Linked DNA regions of Pan troglodytes: region 2 is linked to region 1. A link is a contact called in public HiChIP or PLAC-seq data. All regions are on one chromosome and are shown on one strand. Each heading gives the region's core, a stretch centred on a gene start, on an enhancer-like site or on the middle of the called end of the contact. The rest is flanking DNA. Distances are from core to core; before and after follow the strand shown.

Evidence for each region. HiChIP or PLAC-seq counts read pairs in DNA pulled down with a chosen protein or histone mark.
Region 2: an H3K4me3 HiChIP or PLAC-seq map of stem cell-derived excitatory neurons shows a contact between it and region 1, with 4 times the contacts expected there. The contact joins the promoter of CARD19 here to the promoter of PHF2 in region 1. A contact is called at or near these places in 1 of 7 Hi-C or Micro-C datasets (stem cell-derived neural progenitor cells) and 1 of 1 datasets of contacts at active chromatin or transcription factors (stem cell-derived excitatory neurons).

What each region holds. Positions count from the first base shown.
Region 1 is chr11:44,853,667-44,860,353 of NHGRI_mPanTro3-v2.0_pri, forward strand. PHF2 (PHD finger protein 2) reads right to left here and starts at 1,839. Exons shown (of 22, transcript XM_016961190.4): 1 at 1,551-1,839. The coding sequence starts at 1,648.
Region 2 is chr11:45,332,803-45,338,750 of NHGRI_mPanTro3-v2.0_pri, forward strand. CARD19 (caspase recruitment domain family member 19) reads right to left here and starts at 4,039. Exons shown (of 4, transcript XM_054658259.2): 1 at 3,851-4,039. The coding sequence starts at 3,857. It overlaps LOC107976714 (a long non-coding RNA gene), which reads left to right and starts at 4,521. Exons shown (of 3, transcript XR_001720876.3): 1 at 4,521-4,879; 2 at 5,235-5,948.

The DNA.
Region 1 (6,687 bases), core at 589-3,088:
GGAGCCTTAGAGGCTCTCACTCACTTTGGCCCGGCCATGAACTTCTCAATGGCTGCCAGTTGAGGGTGTGCATGTCAGCCCTGTTCTGGGCAGAGCCCGGTGTTCACACTCAGTCTCCCTTGCTCTAAGAGGCTTCCACAGCCCTGGGCATACCCAGGAAGGCAGCCCAGATTTCCGTGGGCATCCCCACCCCACAGAGTCCCAGGCCCTTCTAACAGCAGGGAGGTAGGACTCAGGACTGGGGCTGACAGACATAGCAGGCCCTGTCACATCCCAGCCACCCAGGTCCCCACATGTAAACTGGCAGGACTGGACTCGGGGCCACAGCCCACTCTTAAGCGCCACTGACCAGTCTTGAAGACCCAGGCTTAGAACCTGCAGGAGGATCTCCTCTCTGGAAGGAGAATCCCGGACCACCCACCACCACACACCCCTCTCTTTTCCCCGGCTGCTTGCTGCCGGTGGTTTGGGACTGGAGCCCCAGAGGGCATACAGCCCTGGCCAGCCCCGGGTCCAAACACATCCCACAGGCAAAGTCAGATGCAAGAGAACCTGTTGGAGCAGTTTGGGCAACACTATCACCTCCTCTTCCTCCTCCTCCATTTACTTCTTGGTGGGAAGGGACCTGCCCTAGGCATGGGGCCAGGTCATGGCCATCGGCAAGGGCCAAGAGGGCGGGGGTTTTCAGTGTCTCCAAGCGTTACCTCCTTCCCCCCTCCCCATCTTCCTTAGGGAGCATAAAATCATGTCAAAACCGGCGTTCCTGCCGGGAACGGAGAGGAGAGAAACGGGGAAAGCTGAAGGCCAGGGAGGAGGTGGCAAAGCCACAACAAACCCCCCTTACCCAACTCACAGACACTATTCTGTCACTGCACTCCTGCCTGCGGACCTTCAGGCCTGCCGGGTCTAGTTGCTCCGCGGGGGTCCGGGAGGGGTCCTGCCCTCGGGGACAAGGTCCGAGGGAGCTCGCCGGCCACGGCGGAGGGTGGGCGCGCCGGCTGCCACCTCGCCGGAGCCCCCACGGTCTCCCCAGCCCTGCCGGAGTCGGAGCCCGCCACTCGCACCTCTCCCGGGACCCGCGCCGGGCTGCGCGCCCGCTTCTCCCGGCCCGGCCAGCCCCGAGCCCGCCCGGGGAAAGTTCCTGCAACTTCGCAGGGGGGAGGCGGCGGGGGCTCCGGGCCTCGGCCTCCCTCCGGATGCCCGGCCTCTGCGGCCGCCGCGACCCAGCTGACAGGCGGCCCGGCCCGGGCCTGGAGCCCCAACTTCCCCGCGCCCCGAGCCCCGAGCCCACCTCCCGGCCCGCGGGCCTCGCTTTGTGCGCGGCGGCCAGGGGCGCCCAGCGCGGGCCCCGGGCTTGGCGCCCCCGCCCTGGGCACAAAAGGGCGCGCGGCCCGGCACGGCCCAGCCCCGACCCGGGCGCCCGGAATGCGGCGGCGGCGGCGGCCCGTCCCCGAGCCGGGCCTGCGGGCGCGCAGCCGGGGGCGCGGGGCTCGGTCGGGCAAGGTGGCCGGGCCGGGCCGGGCCGAGCCGAGCAGCCGCCGCGCGCTCACCTGCCGTGGAACCAGTCCTTGCAGGCGTCGCACTCGATCATGAAGCGGGTAACGTCGTAGGGGAGCCGGCAGACGCAGTACACGGGCACCGTCGCCATGTTGCCGCGCCGCGCCGCCGCTCGGCCCCGCCGCTGCGCTGCCCGGGTCGGTCCGGGCCGGGCCGGGGGCCGGGCCGCGCGGGGGCGGCGGGGGCGGCGGGGCGCAGGCGGCGCCGCGGCCGGGAGGGGACGGGGACGGGGGCGCACGACAGCCCCCCGCGCGCGCTCCCGGCCAGGCGCGTCCACACAATGCCGGGCGCGCTGGCTGGAGGGGCCGCGCCGGGAGCCGCCCGCCGGCCCGCGGGGCTCAGGGCGCTAGTGTGCGCGGGGGACGGGCCGCGCGCGGGACACAAAAGGGAATGGACGCGCGGGGGCGGCGGGCGGGGAGCCGCGGCCCCACCGAAGGGACCCCCGGCCGCCGAGCGGCCTCTACGTCAGCGCCCCGGGTGGCGCCGCCTCCGCCCGCCGGCCTGGGCCGCCGCTCCCGCCGCCGGGAAGGCGGGCTGGGGAACCCTGCGGGGGAGAAGGTGGGTTGGGGGACCCTGCCGGGGAAGAAGACGGCCGGGGGGGACCCTGCCGGGAGAGAAGGCGGGTGGGGGGATCTCGAAGGTGGAAGATAGGCCGAGAAGGGCCCCCAAGGCTGAAGGTAGACCCAGGGGTCCGCGGGCGCGAAGGTGAGCTGGGGGAGCCTTGAGACTGAAAGTGGGGTGGCACCCCGGGGAGAAGGTGGGCGGGGCCCCGGGGATAAGATGAGCTGGGGGAACCCGGGCAAGGCAGAAGGAGAGACGCGGGGTGCGGGAGTGGAGCCCGCAGGAGAGCCTTCCTAGTCTAGAAGGCCGACAAGCAAATACTTGGCCCTAACTTTCTTCTGACCCCCACCACGGTGGGGGTGTTCCTCCTCCTCGGCCGCGCTGCCTCCCTCCGTTCCCCACTGAGTTTCTGGTTGGGACACCACTTCCCCTTTCCCCTCATTCTCGGCTGGGGACTGCCGCCTCCCTCGCAGGATCCCGCGGACTTCCCTGATGCTCAGCCCCAGAGGAAGGGGACAGAAGCCCGGGCCGGGAGTGCGCTGGCACGGGCTGGTCAGCTCTGTCAAGAGAGAGCTCCCTGGCATTTGAGCCCCCCAGGCCCGTGACCTAAGGGGCCGGGCTGATCAGCTCTGTCAAGAGAGAGCTCCCTGGCATTTGAGCCCCCCAGGCCCGTGACCTAAGGGGCGAGGAGTATGGGAACCCTGGCCCCCGTGTCCAGGGAACTGAGCCCCCACGGTGGGGAGGAGAAGCGGAGGTGCGCTCTGAGGGGTCACTTGCACGCGTTCTAGAGGAGGACTTCCCTGCCCCGCCAGCGCTGCATCCTTGGGGCATCCGCGCTGGGCAGGGGCCACATCCCTGCCCGCCCTTCCTCCCTCACCCTCTTTCTCTCCCCATCCTCCCTCAGCAAAATCCGCATCGTGCTGGGAAATGCGGGCCACCCCTGCTCGGAATTCCAGAATCTCCGGACAGGAAACCTGGCCCAGTCTCCTAGCAGCATCCATGACAAGGCTCCTTAGCCCCTCGGCCCCTCACCATCACCGCCCACCTGCAGCTGCCAAGGGGCCGTTTGCTCCACGGCAGGCGGCTCAATTAAGGTCCTTCCTCCTACTGAGCCAAAATCTACCCTCAGAGTCAGCCACCCACCCCCAACAAGTGACCCCGTGGATACAGACTCAGGGCAGTGCCCAAAGCACTGGGCACTGGGGAAGGGGGCAGGGGGAGAAGTAGCTGGCCATAGAGGGAGAGGAAAGAGCAGGAGACCCCCAGCTCCCACACCTCTGGGCTGGCCAGGATGGCCTGCAATAGGCCTTCCTACCTGAATTCCGGTTGTCACTGGTTCCCTTCCTCCTGGGTGAAAGCCTGGATTTTTTTTTTCTTTTTTTACATACTGAAGTTCTGGGAAAGAAGTAACTCTTAAGCCGTTGTCTACTATTATATAGATAGAATGCTCAGCCTGAAGGTTGAGAGCCCAAAAGGAGGGTTTCAGGTGAGTTGTGCCCACTTCCTTGATAGATACACTCTCCCTCACCCTTACAGCAGTACTAAAGTAGCCAGGTGAGCAGTGCCCAAATGAAGCTGGAAACTTCTAGAGGCTGCTGTGGTGCAGGGGAAGCTGCCCTGATGTGGGCATCCCCCCATCCCTTAACACTCCTATTAGCCTGTTTACAAACAGTGACAGTAGTTAGCCAACATTTAGCAAATGCTTTTACCAGGACAGTGCCCTGGGCTCAGTTCTTCACGAGGTTTTACCAGTACCTAACCAGATGTTTGTAAGCGCTTAGCAAATTCCTGGGTCATGATGGCTATTACTGCATACTCAGGACTCTCCTTTGGTGCCTTTAGGTATTGGTATTAGTGCCATTTCACAGAAGTGAAAACTGAGGCGCTAAGCAATTAAACATCCAGCCAGACAGAGGATGTCAGCTCCCTGGTGAGAGGGCAGAGGTTGGGAGCCAGTGAGGAGCCCTCGGCTGGTCTCCAAGTCTTGGGCCTGTGCTCCCTGCCCCACAGCCACCGCACAGAATGTGTCTGGAGAAGCTCGGCCTCCCTGCTAGTCGTTCAGGGGTGTCCACCCCACCCACCTCCCAGCCCTGCCCTTCAGATGGTCTCCTGTGCCCACCTGTACCTCCTGTGCCCACCAGATACATTCCTTTTGTTCAAAGCCCTTCCATGGCTGCCTGCCATCTATGGGATAAAACAAGTGTCATCAGAAGCCCACAAGCTCCCTCTGTTTGGCTTCTCCCTATGGCTTCCCCTTTCTTTTTGTTTTTTTCTTTTTCTTTTTTTTTTTTTTTGAAATGGAGTTTCACTCTTGTTGCCCAGGCTGGAGTGCAGTGGCACGATCTCGGCTCACTGCAACCTCCGCCTCCCTGGTTCAAGTGATTCTCCTGCCTCAGCCTCCCGAGTAGCTGGGATTACAGGCATGTGCCACCACACCTGCCTAATTTTGTATTTTTAGTAGAGAAGGGGTTTCTCCATGTTGGTCAGGCTGGTCTCAAACTCCTGACCTCAGGTGATCCACCCACCTCCACCTCACAAAGTGCTGGGATTTCAGGCATGAGCCACCGCGCCCAGCTGACTTCCCCTTTCTTTTCTCCATCTCCTTCAGGACACGCACCTCCCCACTCCTCCCTCCTTCCCTCCTTCTCTCTCACTCCTCTACTGAGGTATTTATTGAGCATCTACTGTGTCCTGAGCAGTGTTGTAGACACTGGGGACTCAGCAGAGTCTCAGCTCTGTTGGAGTTCACATTGGAATAAAGGGAGACAGTCAATACATACATCAATGCATACAAGATGATTGGGGAGAAAGAAGGGCACTGGCTAGAGGGACACCCCCCTGAGAAGGTGAGCTGGGGGCAAAGGCCAGGATAGGACTGCTCACAGAGGGTAAGGACCATAGCGAACTCACTCTTGCTTGGTGGTAAGGAGGGAAAGGCCCCAGAGAGGAGGACGGTGGCCTTGGAAATTCAGGTAGCATCTTACTGCCTCCCGCACCTCATTGCCTTTGGCCCCAAACTCAATGGCCTCCTCTGCTTAGTAGTTAGCCAACTACTAACTGCCTCAACTACTAACTGCCCGGTGCCTCAATGCCTGCCCACCACACCCTCCATGTTGCCCAGGGCTCAGCTGCACTTCAGCACTTAGGAGGCTATGCCAGTGTCAAGATGTCCCTACCCGTAACCTCAGTCAGACTGGCATTGTGCAGGTGCAGCGTGAGTGGGTTCACAAGCTCCAGGGCCTCCATGCACCTGCACCCTGGTGCTGCAATGACAGTGCCGCTGCAGCATGGATGTGTTTTATTCCCCTTCCTACCCAGCCATCAGCATAGCCTGCTCCAGGGCCTGTGGTTCACACATTCACTAAACGTGTTGAGTGCAAGTGCAGGTTTTTTGGCAAAATTGGGGTTACATATACATGATATAAACCTTACCATTTTAACCATTTTTAATGCACAGTTTGGTGGTATTAAGTACATTCACACTATTGTGCAACCACCACCACCATCCATCTCCAGAAAATTTGCCACGGTCCCCAGTGGAAACTCTGTCCCTTATAACACCACGCCCCTCCTCCCCCAGCCCCTGGCGGCCACCATTTGCTTTTTGTCTCTATGAATTGGACTCCTCTAGGTATCTTATATACGTGGAATCACACACTATTTGTCCTTTTGTGACCAGTTTATTTCACTTAACATAATGTCCTCAAGTTTCATGCCTACTGTAGCATGGGTCAGAACTTGCTTCCTTTTTAAGACTGAATAATATTCCCATTGTATGTATGTACCACACTTTGTTTCTCCATTCATCTGCCAGTGGATACTTGGGTGGCATCCATCCTTTGGCTGTTGTGAATAATGCTGCTATGAACGTTAGCGTGCAAATAACTGTTGGAGTCCCTGCTTTCACTTCTTTTGGGTATATATCCAGAAGTAGAACTGCTGGATCACATGGTGATTCAATTTTTGTATTTTTTGAGGAACTGCCATACCATTTTCCACAGTGGCTATACTATTTTGCATTCCCACCAGGAATGAAAAAGAGTTCCAGTTACTCCACATCTACATCAACACTTATTATTTTCTGTTTTGTTTTTTTAAAGACTATTTTGGCTACTTGGGGTCTCTTGAGATTCCATGTTTTCTAGAATGGATTTTTCCTTTAGAAAATTTATTTCTGCAAGGAAACAATGTTGGGATTTTCATAAGGATTGCAGTAAATCTGTAGATTGCTTTTAAGAGATTGACCTTTTAACAATAAGTCTTATAATCCACAGACACAGGCTGTCTTTTCATTTATTTGTCTCTTTTTAAATTGCTTTGAGCAAAGTTTGGTAGTTTTCCATTTTCAGTGTACAAGTTTTTTGTCTCCTTGACTAAGTTTATTCCTGAGTATTTTATTCTTTTTGATGCTATTATAAATGGATTTTTTTTCATAATTTCCTTTTTAGATTTTTTTTTTTTTTTTTTTTTTTTTGGAGGCAGAGTCTTGCTGTGTCACCCAGGCTGGAGTGCAGTGGCATGATCTCGGCTCACTGCAGCCTCCACCTGTGAGACTCAGGTGATTCTCCT
Region 2 (5,948 bases), core at 2,789-5,288, 480 kb after region 1:
TTGTCATGTCTCTTTCCAGTTGCCACTTCCTCCTGGCTGGTCTTTCTGCACCCCAGAATGTGGACCCACCCCAAAAGCAGCCATGCTCCGTGGGGCCCTGTGCAGACCCTACAGACTGAGGCCCAGGTGAGAACAGCCCATCTCAGTACGCTCACCCTGTGTGGGGCTGGGGACCACGGTGATGGGCAGATCCATCCTCCAGGGGCTCACAGTGTAGGGGTGCGGGCTGGCATTCACCAAACAAACAAACAAATGTATCCTTAACCCCAGAGATACCTGCCCTCCAGAGAACAATAGGGGGGCCATCCTGGTTCACAGGGCCCCTGATGATGCCCACATTGAGGCCATCAGCCACTCCATCATCTGGCTGAAGCCACTCACCGTGGGCCGCGCAGGGAGGCATATGGCTGGGGGCTGGAAAGGCTGGCTCAGCCCTCACCTGCACTGAGTCCCACAGCAGCCTATGCGGACTTGCCAGCAGCCCCATCATGGTGAGGAAGCTGAGCACAGGGACGTCAAGTGACCTGCCAAGGCCACATGGACAGGCCCAGCTGGGCAGTCTGGGTCCAGCGCCTGCAGCCCTCTCGTTAAAGAACTAAGATGAATCAGCCAAAATTCACAGAGCAATCCCATATGTCTGGCACTCTGTGAGCCCTACGTCACCTACAACCTTCATCCTTCCAACAGCTCTGCAACATAAGGACAACCACCAGCCCCATTTTCAGGTAGGGAAACTAAGGCACAGTGAGAAGATAAGGTACCTGCCCAAGACTGCAACCAGATATGAAGTAACAGATCAAGATCCAGGCCCAGGCACAGCCATGTTGAGGACCACCTCTTGATATTCAGACGTTCTGCCCCTCTAATTAACATGGAAATTCACTGTAATCAGCTACAGCAGTCTACTCCCTGCCAGTCCAAAAGCACGCCCAAGGCTGTCCTCTCCAGCATTGCCCACTTGGCTGAGCACCCAGTAGGTGCTCACTAAAGAGTTCTGCAGGCCAGACGCGGTGGCTCACGCCTATAATCCCAGCACTTTGGGAGGCCGAGGCAGATGGATCATGAGGTCAGGAGTTCAAGACCAGCCTGGGCAATATGGTGAAACCCTATCTCTACTAAAAATACAAAAAAAATTAGCTGGTCGTGCTGGCACACGCCTGTATTCCCAGCTACTCAGAAGGCTGAGCCAGCTATTCAGGAGGCTAAGGCAGAAGAATTCCTTGAACCCGGGAGGCAGAGGTTGCAGTGAGCCAAGATTGCACCACTGCACTCCAGCCTGGGTGACAGAATGAGACTCTGTCTCAAAAAAAAAAAAAAAAAAAAAGAGTTCTGCAATGTATGGTCCAAGACCCAGGGGCAAGGGCTGTAGGTGGACCGTGGCCAGCATCCTGTAGCGGCTTCCTCCTGCCCTGCAAGCCGCTAACCAGGCGGAGCCTCCGCTGCTGCAGAGCCATGAGTCACCGTGAGCCGTGAGTCAGCTGGCACAGGCCGCACGGTCCGGAGGCTGAAGCCGGGCTCTGCGGCTTGGGGGTCCTGTGCTTCCTGTGGTTGCGAGTTGTGCACACAAACAGGCAGCACTTGGAAGCCAGAAAAGGCACAAGAAGGGAAACCATCTCAGTGCCAGCTCCCGATAAACAAGTCCCCGAACTGTTTTTACAGGACAAAGGAAGATGGCTCGCTCTGGCACAGACCCGGCAAGCCTTCACCACGCCCTACATCCCCTTCCTTCTTGCCAGGCTGGCACCAGGACTATGGACCCCCATTCAAACACCCCAATATGAACCTTCTTATCAGCCCAGACTGATGCCCTCAGCCTGGCATTCAAGGCCCCGTGGGAGCTGGCCCCACCCACTCTCACCGGGCCCTCTAGGCCCACAAGACATCTCAGCCCAGGCTGAGAATACCTGTTCCTTGGTTTCCACCTGGTTAATTCATGTTCACCTTGCTGTCCTACATGCAAAAGGCCTTCCTGAGTTCCTGTCATCCCCAACCAACTGGAGTCCAGACACTTGGGCATCAACCTCCTCTCCCGAATTTCTTCCAGGAAACCCCTTCTCTCAGTGCTCAGCCCAACTAAAACTGCTCACTCCCCGGCACAGCCCAGGGGGTAACTTGTCAAGCACCTGCCCCACGCAGACACCTCCTCAGCGTTCTGCAGGCACTGGCTCACATGCGCTGCTCACAGCGAGGGCTGGCGCAAGGCAGGACCCCAGTTGGTGCACGGAGGCAGTGAGCCTGGGACTATGGGTCTGCAGCCTCGCAGGGCTGTCCATATGACCCTCCCAGAGCTGTGCTCCATGGGCCTTGGTTCCCCATCCCAAAAACTAAGGGTTGTGAGGGAATGTCTCCAGGCCCAGTGAGTAGACATAGCAGGTAGGAAGCATACACTGGACAAGGTGAGGCCTACAGTCAGAGCCTTCAGGGACCCCTGCCTGATGTGGTTTCCCAGCTCCAGGGTCCCCTTATGCAAGGAAGCTTCCCTGACAGGCAGCAAGGGACAAAGTCCCTTTGTGCAGGAAGGCTCCTTAATGGACAGCAAGGCCTCAGGCTCTGCCAACACCCAGTCCCTGGGACAGGGCTCCCTGGAGACCAACACAGCTCTGAGTTGTGTCCCACGCATTCTGATGAACTCACTAAGGGAATTACGGAATCCCAGCCTGGGCAGGGCACAATTTAAGACTTTGTTTCCCCATCTGTACACAGACGAGATATTCCAGGTGTCCCCATCTGATCATTTTCAAACAGGAATCACCCAACACAGGGTCCAATGCACAGTAAGTGCTCAGAAATGAGAGCCACAAATAAGAAGAGTTAGAAGGGAGGACAAAGGGGAGCAGGTGGCAGCTGGGGTCTCTTGTGGCCTAGGCTGGAAGTCTCTTCTGGCCTGGTGTCCTGGAACTCATCAGTTTCCAGCCCATGAGATCCTATTTGTGGGCAGGACCTAGGCTGAGACTCAAGAGAGCGAGCACCAAGAGAGGACTAGGGACTTCTGGGGCTACCCTGAGTCCCTGAGCCAATTCTGCATGAAGTGTAGCTTCTGGGAACCCCCATACTCCCTGGCCGGGCTGCCATGGGGTCCTTTACCAGCCCATCACCCTCATGGGGCTTCTCCAACAGGGGAAGGTCCACAGGGCAGAGTCACCCTGTTTGGGATCAGGAGGATGGTGGGCAGGTCCCCAGACCAGAGAGGCCCTGGGGAGGAAGGCTGGGCTGGGGCCACTAGCGTGGAGCACAACAACCTTGGGGGGTCCAGTCGCTGTCCCCGATTCCCTTAGAACTAAACAGGGGCAAGAGCGTCGTGGACCACCGAAGGAGTCTGGGAGACTCCAAGAGTCCCACAGGAATCACATGCCGCCGAGGAACGCATCGCCTGTCCCGCGACCTCGTTGGGGTGGTTGCAAGGATGGAGCGTTGTTTCCGTGGCCAGAATCACAGTAGGACCGCTGTGAATTCTCTCCGGTGTCATTTCTACCACCTCCTACTCTTTCAGACCAAATTCCCCACCACGGGACACACACACATTGGCAGTGGCTGAGCCCAGACCGCGGCTGTGCAGCCCCACCCTGGAGCTGCCTTGTAGCCCCCGCCCTCTTCGGGCGCCGCACCTGGCCACCACCCATCATGCCCGGCACCGCCTCGGCTGGCACGGCCCCGCCGGGTAGAAGCCCCGGGACACCCACCACTTCGCGGGGGTGCACTCGCGCACCACCGACAGCTGACGGGCCAAGGTCACTCGGCCCCCGCTGCCCAGGCGCGGCCTGCAGGCGACTCGCAAGGCAGCCGGACCCCCAGGCCGGGCCACCCATCCAGGGCGCCCGCATCCCTGCCGCCCAGCCGACCCCGTGCCCACCTGTCATGGCGACGGACACAGCGCCGCCCGCAGTCCCCAGCGGTCTGCCCCGCCGCGCGTCCGCCCCTCGGTCAGCCGCCCGGTCCACCAGCTCCAGCGAACGCCGCCCGCGGGCCGTGCTCGCCCGCCCCTTTTGGCTAGGCCAGCCCCCGGGCTTTGGCTGTGTAGCCTCGGGGACTCTAAACCCCGCCCTTTGACGAGCCCCGCCCCCTACCGTTAGGCCCCGCCCCTTCCGCGCCCGCTACGGCTCCCCCAGGGCTCTAAACTCCGCCCCTCTCACTCGAGTCCCGCCCCCTTGCCGTCCTGGGATAGGCCGCTGCGAGGATCCTGGAGCCTTGCCCCTCACTCGAGCCCCGCCCCCTCCGGCGTCGGCTTCCGCGCCTCCCGGAGTTCTGAGCCCCGCCCTGCACCTGAACCCCGCCCCCTCCGACGACGGCTTCCGAGCCTCAAGGAACTCCCCACCGGGCCCCGCCCCTCACTCGGGCCCTGCCTCCTCCGGCGTCGGCTTCCGAGCCTCCGGGAGCCCTGGGCCCCGCCCCTTACTCGAGCCCCGCCCCCCTACGTCGTCGGCCTCCGCGCCTCCAGGGGCCCTGAGCCCCGCCCCTTCCTGCTCTACCATGCCACTGCGGGCGTGGGCGGGCGCCACCGGACTCCCGCCCCTCCCAGCGTCAGTTAAGACGCCGCGAGGGGCCCAGAGTCCCTCCCCTCGCTGGGCCCCGGTCCCGCCGGCGTCTATAACGCCGTCGCAGCGGCCTTTAACCCCGCCTCTCACTCAAGCCCTGCCCGCGTCCAAGTCCCGCCCTCAAGGCGGCCTCAGCTACGACCGCCGCGCGCCTCCCTGGAGGCGCCCGCTCCTGCCCGGAGCCCCGCCCGTCTTGGGCCCGCCCTTCCGGGCCCTGCCGCGTTGAGTGGCGGAGTCGGGATCCAGGTGGCCCGCCGGCCGGCTCAGTCCACCGCCCCGCTCCCGACCTCGCGCCCCACCCCTTGGATGAGAAAACTGAAACTGAGAGGGGACGTGACTGATCCAAGGTCATACAGAAAGTCAGGCCCTGGGGAGTACAGGGCCAGGCCTGGGGCAAAAGGCCGGTGGGCGTCCAGTACGCCACAGGGACCAGCCAAAGGAGGCAGTGCCCAGTGATGCTTTCCCAAATCCAGGGGAGAAGGACTCAACGGTGTGACCTCGCTCGGCGGGGTGGGGGGGGGGAACACCTTCTTGGGGGACCCCAGTCCCCCACCTTCAAAAGAAGACACTAGCTTGACAGTGTGACCCGAACTAGAGAGGTCACTTAACCTGCCTGAGCCTCAGTTTCCTGGACTGTGAAATGAGTGACCTTGGGCCAACTCCACTTCCCTCCCGCTTTCCCTCCTGCTTTCCCTCTCGTAGGCCTGGCCTTTCCAGCTCCGGAGCCCGCCACAAGAAGCTCCTAGCCCCACATGATGTGAATGCATTGGGCCCCAGCCAGGAAGTGGAGACCCGTGAAGGAAGGAATAGCAGCACTCTCCCAGCCAGCAGCAGCAGTTTCCCTTCCTCTTTCCTTCCCTGCCTGTGTGGGCCGTTCCCCCATAGCAGCTCTAATTTGAGATGCCAGAGCCTGACCCGGAATGGGGGCCCAACTCAGTGTCCCCTTCTCGGACAGCACAGTGGTCCTTGCAGTCCATGCGCCATCTGTCTCTTTGCCTCAGTTCTCCCCTGTGCCATGACCTCCCATCAGGGCCGGCATAGGGGGCATCAGGAGAATGGGTGCAGTTGTCACCTGGAAACCTCAAAATTCTTGGGGCCCAGTCATGGTCACTATACAGCAGCCACCCCTGTCCCCAAACACTGAAGGTGAACCCCGTCCATGCTCCCCAGGAGGCCAGGCTGCCATCAGACCCAGCCTGCCCCAGGCCCATGTACAGGGCCGTCCCAGGCCAGGAGGGTAGTGGACCAGCCTGTGGGTCCCTGCAGGCCTCTCATCTGCTTGTGTGCCTGGGTGAGTCCAGGCTGGCTCTGGGCTCCAGGTGCTCCCCTGGAGGACCCAGAGGGGGCTTCCCCAGAGGGCCTCTTTTGCCCCAGTGGGATGCAGCCTGACCCCAATTCTTCTGCATCCATCACACT